Regions from separate parts of the Sus scrofa genome. Here region 1 is linked to region 2. A link is a contact called in public HiChIP or PLAC-seq data. All regions are on one chromosome and are shown on one strand. Each heading gives the region's core, a stretch centred on a gene start, on an enhancer-like site or on the middle of the called end of the contact. The rest is flanking DNA. Distances are from core to core; before and after follow the strand shown.

Region 1 (4,920 bases), core at 185-2,684, 96 kb before region 2:
TGATACAGTAGGTGGAAACGCACAAATGTCTTCGAAGTGGAACTCCTTCTGGTTGAGTCGGGAGGCAAGTTATCTAAGTCTTCCAGTCCCCCAGTGGCACCTCCCACTCTCACCAGCAGTTACTTCTACATCTACAGGGAAGCAAAGATGCCCAGGGCTCAAATCCCAACACCTGCTGCCCAGAGGGCACAGGTCACCACTTTCTGAACAATATCCAAGCCCTAGCGTATCATGAACACTTAAGCAATATTCAATCATTGCTAACAATTGATTCTGACGCAAGATTATATGCAGAAGCACAGGAGGACACTGGAGGAATCCAAGAAAACAGGCAGATAGCATACTTAATACAAGACAAAGACAAGACAGAGAGAGAAATGAAACTGGCCCTGTAGTTAGAGCTGCCAGACAAAATATAGGACACCCAGCTGGATTTGAATTTCAGATTCACAACATGAGGCAGACTTATACTAAAGCACTCTTTACTTGTTGTTTATCTGAAATTCAGATTTAACTGGGCATGGTGCATTTTCATTTGCCAAATCCGGCAAACTTCATCCTTCCCTTGACGATACATTTCTCAGAAGCTCAGGCCCCAAGAGTCTCTCACCGGTTTAGACCCCAATCATATTCCTTGCAGAGAGGTCTCTGGGGTCAGACTGCCTGGGTTCCAATCCCGGATTGGCCAATGCTGACAGCTGTTCTCAGTCCTGGGCAAATGATTGCATCTCTCTGTTCTGTTTTCCTCTTTTGAGAAGTGGGCATGGACATGAAAGCAGCCCTCACAGGACTGCCTGGGAATGAAATAAGAAAATATTTGTAGGGAGTTCCCGTTGTGGCTCAGTGGGTTATGAACCTGACTAGTATCCATGAGGATATGGGTTTGATCCCTGGCCCCGCTCAGCGGGTTAAGGATCTGGCGTTGCAGTGAGCTGTGATGTAGGTTGCAAACATGGCTCAGATCTGGTGTTGCTGTGGCTGTGGTGTAGGCTGGCAGCTGCAGCTCTGATTTGACCCCTGGCCCAGAAACTTCCATATGCCACGGGTGTGGGCCTAAAAGTACAAAAAAAAAAAAAAAAGAGAGAGAGAGAGAGAAAATATCTGTAATGCACAAAGTAGGAGCTCATAGCACAAATGTACTTTCCATTGCTGCCCATCAGGTCGAGGTCTCCTGGGCTTAGCAACATCCTTCCTGTCTGAATCTGGTCCTGGTCATTTTCTGGGAGACCCAAGATCAATTTGCAGAGGGAGGAGATGGGAGGAGGGGAAAGGGTGCCAGAAAGACCACAGAGGGGGACACTTCCCTCTCCTTTCTGAAGGGCCTGGAGTGTCCATCCGATCCCTGCATTTCCGTCCTCCTGCTCCCTGGGGGCCATGTCTGGGATGTGCTAGGGAAGGAGGAAGGAAAATGTGTCACTTGATATTTGCTCCTTGACCCCGGCTGACCCAGCTAATTCACTGCAGGATGGAAGGAAGTGTACTCAGGAGACCTTCCTGTGCCAGAGCTTCTTGGCTGGACGTCTCAGCAACCAGGGAGCTAGATCTTGCTTCCTTGACACTTAGCTGAGCAGCAGGCATTTGACTAGCCCTGTGAGGTGGACGAGCCCTACCACAGGTGATGCCAGAAAGATAATACTGGAATCTGGGTTCTTGTTCACGGCGGTCGAAGAATGAACTCCGCGAACACACAGGCAGCAAGCAAGCAAGTTTTTATTAATGGAAAGCAGATAGCTTCTAGGGTTACTGGGAGGGGGGAGAAGAGCCCCCATTTCTCTATTGTTCTATAGAGGTTTTATTCCTTAAAGATGGGGTGGGGGTACCAACGTGGGGTCCAGAGAGATGTGGTCTTCTCCCATTGGCCTTGCTTAGTTATATCAGTCCTTGTGCAATAGGGTCCTGGGGGTGGACATGTCCCTTACGTCTCATAGTTTCTTGGACTTTTCCTCCGATAAACTGAGTCACAGGGAATCAGGGACTAATGTCTATCTGGGCGTAGGTACATTCCCTATAGTAAACAAGGCTGTGGGGATGCTACTTCCTGGAGCCTTAAGCCACAAATGTTAATCAATGGCCATATCAAAGAATGCATCAAAGCCCATGCGCCTACACTGACTCCCTGAGTTAATATTCTGCCTCACAGGGACACCTCACATCTCAAGGTCAGGAATTCTCAGAAAGCTGCTGAGGACTGGAGCCAGCACGTGGGATGTGTCATGTCTTTCTCTTGGGGTAAACCTGACCGTGGGGAAACCTGATCACCTCTCAGCTTTCGTTTTCATCTCTGTGTCTGTGAACGCCAAGATCAGAGATGTGAATCCGGCAATGAACTATTCTTCAACATTAAACCAATAAAGCAAGAAAGCCAAGTATCAGGGGGGCACGTGGAGCTCAAAGTGCCCCCACCCACCATCACCCTGCCCTCCCCAGGAGGAGACCCCGGAGCTACATTCCGAGGGGAATTCTGGGCCAGAATCACTAATGGAAATCAAACAATTCTCCCGAAACTGCAATCTGAACACTGCAGTTTCCCTGAAACTGTGTTGTGGGCTTCCCTCCACTTCTTGGCACAGATCCATCACCTGAGCAGCAACCCTTTCCCAGGAAGCTATTGTTATTTGTGCATCTGATCGTTTACAGCAAAGCAGGCTGACAGAGAAATTTAGAAAGGAAAAGAAAAAAAGAAGTGGAGGGTGAAAAGGACAAAACGGAGGCTTCCAGCATCCCAGTGGGAACCAAAGAGCAGAAACACCTCTCTTTTGGCCCTCAGCACAGTGAGTGAGGACTTGACAGAAAAGCCTGGAATTTAGGCAGAGCTGCAGCCCCTGTGGAAGGTGGGTGTTAGACGCCGAGATTCAGAATGAGGTGTGTCGATTCTGACCCTTCCCAGGGGACACGGTCTAGAGTGTATTCTTTGCTCTTGCCAAGAGCATTCCTCCTCTGGCCACCACGGGGCTGCGCTACATCACCGAGTCCACACAGCACACAATGGGGGTGAAACGGAGGGGCTCTGTGTTTTCAGCACTGAACGTTCCAAACGCATTCATCTTCCGCTGGGAAAAAGCACTGCCTTGTTCACAGCGCGATGTTCCCAGGGCTCAGCTTACCTAGCAGCATTCTGGATGCACCTGTGGGGATCATTAGTTCTGCCAAGAGAAGGGAAGCAGTATGCTTTGTTCTATTTTTTGTTTATTCTCAATTGACTACATTCCCACTGTGTTGGCTTCCCTTGAAGACGCTCACCCAAACAGAGGAGAAATTACAGGATGTCACCCTGCTTGGCAAGCAGCAAAATATATGCACAGAAATAAATATACAGTAGACCACTGAACAACCATCCCTTACATGTGGATTTTTTTTTCCTTTTTTTTTTTTTTTCCATTGTACTATTACGGCATTACCTGTGGATGGTGGAATCCACAGACAGGAAATCTCAGATATGGAGAAATTGTGGATGGGAAGTAACTGCAGATCTGGATGGCTGACAATGAGTTACATGTGGACTGTCCATGGAGCAGAGGGTCAACCCCCCAACCCCCACCTTGTTCACAGGCCAACTGTATACATGGGAAAAAAACCAGAAATTAAGGAAATGTAAAATAGAAAAAAAAGAAAAGGACAAAAACGAGTTAAAAGGGATAAGACACTGTGAAAAGGCATCTAAAACAAGCAAGCTGGGCCCCAATTTTAGCTCTGAGTTTCCTGGGCAGCAAAGGTGAAAAGGTAATTGGATGGAATCGTATACTTCCTATTAGCTCCAAACGTAATAAATAGGATGGCCTTTATAGAAGGAATACTGAATAAACTAAAGATGATTGTCTTTCACCGTCACTTTGAAAAAGCTTCAGAAGCACTTTTACAGATGTTTCTTTTGTTGGCATTCTGAGCGAAGTGGTGCCTTACCCACTTTCCACCTGCCCACAGCCCAGGCTGCGCCCAGACATGCCTGCAGCTCCATAAGGGGCTCCAGTGACTCCTCCAGACTCTTTCTCCTACCTTCTTCTCTGAATCTACTTCTTTTCCAGTTTCTCCATCAACCACTTCATTCCAATTTCTCCAGCTTCATCCAACTCATTCATGCGCAGTATCATTAACTCATTATCCCACTGTTTTAGGGATTACTACCAACAACACACTCCCCCTATTTGCCTTGGTTTGATATTCTGGAAATCTTGCCCACCTCACTCCATCTCCTGCCAAAGTCCTAGATCCTTGGCTCCAGTTTAGACCCATAGTGGGGTGCTATTGGCCTTCAATAAAGAGGAGTTCAATCTCAACTCAATAAAAGAATCTCAGCAGGCAGTTGAGAAAATATGGTCCAAGTATATTAACATTTGATTATTTAACTTCATAAGCATAAAGGGATTAAAGTAATGAATAGCTACTACGTGCCTTGATCTGTTCTCTTGGGTGTGAGATGGCCCTAGGAAGCCTTTGGTGAAGTGCTGGAAGGCAGTCAATTCATAGTGGCCTCATCTAGCAAGAGGCAGAAACGAAGGTATCCTGAGATTGAAATTAAAGAGATAAATCTCTGCTGTGGGTCCAAATGAGAGATGCTGCTAAGAAGGGATAGTTGAGAAGCATTATGTGTATGGTCCCCCCAGACGGAACACCACTCCACCTTGACATCTTGGTAAGATCAAGAGTTCCTATGGGTAGAGCCAATACTTTCATCAGAAAAGGCACTCTGGACCCATTCAAGTTCTTGTTCAAGGATTTGGCTGGGACCCCAGAATTCTCCTCCATCTAGGAGGAGATGAAAGAGATGATTTAAAAAGAAAAAAAATTGTACTTCTGCTGTTACCAGCCAACCACCTTGATCATGAAAGAATCTCAGTTTGGCTCTTGTGCAATCTCTGGTTTAGGGTAAGACAACACAGCGCTGGTGTGTAAATATGAGTTTGCAGCAAACTAGACCTCTAG
Region 2 (5,222 bases), core at 459-2,958:
ATAATAGCCAAGACATGGAAGCAACCTGAATGTCTATCAACAGATGAATGGATTAAGAAGGTGTGGTATACACACACACACACACACACACACACACACACACACAATGGAATATTACTCAGCCTTAAAAAGGGGCAAAATAATGCCATTTGCAGGAACACAGATGCAACTAGAGATTCTCATACTGAGTGAGGTCAGCCAGAGAAAGACAAGTACAGTATGATGTAACTTATATGTGGACTCTAAGATACAGCATAAATGATTCTACCTACAAAACAGAAATAGATCACAGACCTGGAGAGCAGACTTGTGGTGGCCAAGGGGGAGGGAGTGGGATGCCAGGGAGTTTGGGGTTAGTAGATGCAAACTATTACATTTAAAATAGGATAAACAATAAGGTCCTAGGGTACAGCACGGGGAACTATATTCAATCTCTTGGGATAGAACTTGAGAGAAGATAGTATTGGAAAGAATATATGTAGATGTAGATAGCTGGGTTGCTATGCTATGCAGTAGAAATTGACACAACACTGTAAATCAACTATACTCTAATAAAAAAAGGAAAAAACAGAAAAAAAAAGAAAAGGCAGAACCAAGGCTGGGGGTGGGCTAGGAGGTGTTGGCAAAGGCCCAAGATGAGTCCTCATTTAAGAGGGAGCCCACTTCTGGTCATCATCACTTCAGAGCTTCGTTCTTGAAATGTCCCCAGTTCTCGAAGGCCATTGACCTTCCCCGTTGATCTGACAGTCACAAAGCTTGCTCCTGACTTTATCTATTTTCCCACTGGCCCTTGGTGATGGCTCCCTGGAAGTTCTGTCTCATGCTTGGGGGGGCGGGGGGGGGAGCGGAGGTGGAGTGAACAGCATGGCCGCCCCGGCTCACTTCCCATCCATTATCCATTCTCCCCACCGCCCCACCAGGGACCCAACCAATCAGCCCCTGTGCATATCAGCATGGTTCCCAGAGAGGATGGGCTGTCCAACTCTGACCTGTCACCTGTTCCAGGGAAAACAAAGACCTCCTCCGCCACCTTTCACCCAGTACACTGGGAACAGGGCCAGCCCCTTCTCAATGTTTTCAATAAGTTTTCAAACACGCTTGTTTCAGTGGCAGCTTTTGCGGTGATTATCTCATTAGGGTCTTGGCCTCAAAACACCTTATTTATTGTGAAGTGAAAAAACAGTAGACCCTCTCAAGCTTCTTTTAAAAAGAAAAAGCAGGCTCTAGTGTGATGGGAAATTTTTTACTTGTGGGAAAACACCTCCCTGCCCTGTTCAAAGACACCATCAGCCCCGGTTTGGATTGAATGGAGGGCACTGGCCCAGTGCCACAGAGCAGGAGCTCATGGCCCAGATGTCCAGGTAATTTCCAAACCTTGTTTTGTTTCCTCCATCTCCTTCATAAGCCCATGGATTAAACCCCATGAGCAACCAGCTCCTGATGGCTTTGTATAAACTGCACAGATTTTTCAGGAAACAAAAATAAGTTTTGTTCTCTCCTATCAGTGCAGGCGTGCTATTCTCTAGAGAGAGAGAGGAATCAGAATCGTTGAAACAGCTCTACAATGGATGGCAGTCCTGTGATAGTGTAACCCAAACAGCCAGCATAAAATTGTAAAACTCTGCCGCAGGGGCAGATGGCTGCTGTGGGAATATTTATAGCAGGGACCTAGAAATAACTGTAAGGGAAAAGCCTTGTGAGTAACAGGAGACGGGACATCAAGGTAGCACGTGGTCTAGAAGATATTCTCGCTCTAGTCTGAAGCCCCTGAGGGCTGTGGGTCCATCACTGTGCAGGGGAGAGACCTGGTATATTCTCGCACTAGTCTGAAGCCCCGGAGGGCTGTGGATCCACCAGTGTGCAGGGGAGAGACCTGATATATTCTCAGAGCCCACAAAAGCGATCCCTCCTACACCCCACACAGCACAGACCTAACAGATCAGAACTGGAAGCAGGAAGTGGGCGGGGTGGGGGTGGGGGTGGTAAGACTATTAGAACAGGTGGGGGATTTTGCACTGCATGCTCCAGGGGCAGGAAATGGAGAGCTGGGCCAAGGAGAGTGACATCTGGGTTCAAATAGGGATGCAGGGCCCCAACCCCTCTGTGCTAAAGTTTTCACCAATTAGCCAAGGAGTGGAGACCAGACTGCCATGGGCCCGGGTATAATTTGTCATTCTTTCTCTATTTTTAACGTTATGAACTACATCGAGTGGCCTTTGTCAGCATGGGTCCAGGACTTTGCCATAAATCTTTTGGCCACAGTTATAAATTCTTGAGCTTTGGTTCTCATTAAAGAGAAGCACCCCAATTAAGCTCCAAACCAACACTGAAGTCACTACTCTTGGGTCCTGACAGTGTAGACCAGCAAACCACAAAATGACACCAAACCTCTTAGAACTGTAAGGCATGAATGAGACCACAAGGAAGAGAGGAAGACTGTTTAGACTCCTAAAAGAGATTTCCTTGTATACCTAATTTCTTATTTATTTATTTATTTATTTTTGGCCACACTCACAGCATATGGAAGTTCCTAGGCCAGGCATTGAATCAGAGCCATGGCTGCAACCTACACCATAGCTGCAGAAATGCTGAATTCTTAAGCCACTGCACCAGACCAGGGATTAAACCCACACCACTGCAGAGGCAATACAAGGTCCTTAACCTATTGTGCCACAGCGGGAACTCCTATATTTAATTTCTTAAGTAAGACATTTTATCTTTTAAAAATGCATTAAAAAGCAATCAGGTGGTTCATATATGTGTGTCTGTGTGTATATAAATAGTAGAAAAGAAAAAAACAGATAATGATACCAGAAAAAAAAAAGATAGCTCCATAAAGCATTCAAAACAAAACAAAACACTGAGCATTGTGGCTCAGTGGTAACGAACCCAAATAGTATCCATGAGGATGAGGGTTTGATTCCTGGACTCGCTCAGTGGGTTAAGGATACGGCATTGCCGTGAGCTGTCGTGTAGGTCGCAGACGTGGCGCAGACCCCCTGGTGCTGTGGCTGTGGTGTAGGCTGGCAGCTGCAGTTCCTATTTGACCCCTAGCATGGGAACTTCCATATGTCACATGCATGACCCTAAAAAGCAAAGCAAAACAAAGCAAAACAAAACAAAAACAAACCAAAAACCACTCCCATAACTGCATGCGAAAATAGCTGCACTGTGAAAAAACCGCACCATATATAAAAAGATTTCTTTTTTTTCTAAGAGAACCTGTTGAACCGATTTTTCCAGTCTTAGTTTCCCTATTAGTGTGTTTTTCTTCCATGCCTGCCTCATTCTAATGGAAGAACCAGAGAGGAGCCTGGCTTTACTTATTTGCTTTCCAGCTAGTGTAGCACTAAGATTTATTGTGTGTATCTTTAGGTCCCCAATTGGAATTGCCAACGATATCAACAACACACACTACTCACTGAAGAGATAACTAACACAATATCAAAAGCACAGCTTTTCTAGAAGGTACAACTGCCCACTATGCTGATTTCATGTCGGTTGATTTCCCCTCCCTGGCAAGGGATGGCTTACATTCAGCTCAATGCTCCCTCAGGATCTCCCGGTCACCTACACGATTAAACCAAAGGCAGGGTGAATTTACACTCCTGACACATTCACCTCTCCTGCAGCAAGTTAATCAGGCAGAACTGGAGTGTTCCAGGGTTTCACACCTCAAGCCAGGCCCGTCCCTCATGTCTGCTCCATGCTGTCCTTGCTGGGAGGGATGTCTGACCATGGAGACCCAGGAGGACAGTGACTGATTGACTGACTCTCCATCTCTCACAATGAACAACAGAAGCCCCAACCTGCTTGTGAACAGTGATGGAAGGAGTTTTCCCTGAAAATGAGCAGGACACTTTGATGGGCTCTGCCACAGTCAGCCACAGCCTAATTTGCTAGAAACCAGGAACAGGCTGAGGAGGAACCACGGCCCAGAAAAGGACCTTCCAGTACGGAAACAGACTCTGCCACCGGCTTTGGGAGAAGGAGGTGAGGCAGAGCACAGATCTGGATGACAGGGACCTGTCTTACTTCTACTGCATCTTCAGTACCCAGCTCGGAGTCTCCCACATAATAACCCTCCAGAACGTTCCTTGAGTGCAGGTGTCAGCAAAGCTGGAGTTTTTCGTGGTGGTCTCATTGGAGGGGTTCAAAGCGGAAGCACGTGGCCTCCAAACAGCTTTGGAGGGGGTGCTTCCAGGGACCCAGAAGTTAGTGATGTCCAGCGATATGAGGCATGTGGTTGGCACAGGTTGGGGGGGGGGCGTCTGTCTCAGAAAGTGGGGTCCTGAGACCAGGCTCAGCTATAATGGCCTTGGAGGGTGTCTGGCAAGAGCCCAGTGGGCCTAGAGGGAGTGGACTGGTTACCAAGACCAGGGCAGAGACTGAACGGAGAGAAGGATCCAGAAGCTGGGAGAAGCCTGGTCATGAGAGCTGGATTATAAGATCAGGGTTAGATCAGAAACAGGGCTGATGCCATGATGCCATTGTGTGCAAGAATGCCTGGGTAGAAAGAGAGCTTCCTCCATCACTTCTGTGACATTCCCCAGGCTGGGGCCAGAGTAGGGCTGTGGACGGAGAGGAGGGGTGCAGAGCCCACATTCCTGATCCTGGTGAGGTCAACCTCTCCGCCACAGGCAAGACTCAGCCGTTTCTGGAAACTGCCTTTCCAGTTGATTTACAACTGTTTTCTTTCCCTCTGAACAAAGTGCATTTGGGTTAAAAACCAGGCAGCATATAAATAAACTAATTGAGGGCGAAAGGCACTAAGTTTTAGTGTCCTTTCATAAATTTGAAGTTTTCAAGTCTTCCCAAGGCAGGGGCAATATAAGATTCCAGGCTTTTCCTACTGAGAAAACTGTGACCCTGAATTTAATAGGGTGACAGGGAAGTGATGGTTATGTGGAGAAATTAATCAAAGGACAAAGATGCCCTAAATGCTCAAAAGAATCATGAGGCCCTGATGCCTTCTAAAGAAAACACATTCATCTTCACACAGACTCACACCCATTCACACTTAAATCCACAATAGAAGTTTTCACTGGATGAGCAGGACCTGCTTGTAATCATTATTTTTCTGGAAAGCAAATATGTTTATAGGCGATGAACGAATGTCTTCGGTTTCAACAATATTATGAATACAAACAGAACAGAAATTAGCAGAGTGCTAAGAGGAGGTATTGCAATCCCTGTATTGCATCATTTAGGAAAAAACTAGG

Evidence for each region. HiChIP or PLAC-seq counts read pairs in DNA pulled down with a chosen protein or histone mark.
Region 1: an H3K27ac HiChIP or PLAC-seq map of skeletal muscle shows a contact between it and region 2. The contact joins two enhancer-like sites. A contact is called at or near these places in 7 of 47 Hi-C or Micro-C datasets (brain, embryonic fibroblasts, mesenteric adipose tissue and 2 more) and 1 of 2 datasets of contacts at active chromatin or transcription factors (skeletal muscle).

The regions. Positions count from the first base shown.
Region 1 is chr10:47,704,640-47,709,559 of Sscrofa11.1, reverse strand. The region is part of intron 2 of FRMD4A (FERM domain-containing protein 4A); the gene reads right to left. Among named protein-coding and RNA genes, the nearest start is that of FRMD4A, 320 kb to the right of the region's middle. Within about 2 kb of position 1,434, at least 7 of the 83 cell types and tissues checked have an H3K27ac peak or open chromatin away from gene starts, as enhancers often do. A contact at or near this core is called in skeletal muscle, where this site is marked.
Region 2 is chr10:47,608,292-47,613,513 of Sscrofa11.1, reverse strand. The region is part of intron 2 of FRMD4A (FERM domain-containing protein 4A); the gene reads right to left. Among named protein-coding and RNA genes, the nearest start is that of FRMD4A, 230 kb to the right of the region's middle. Within about 2 kb of position 1,708, at least 6 of the 83 cell types and tissues checked have an H3K27ac peak or open chromatin away from gene starts, as enhancers often do. A contact at or near this core is called in skeletal muscle, where this site is marked.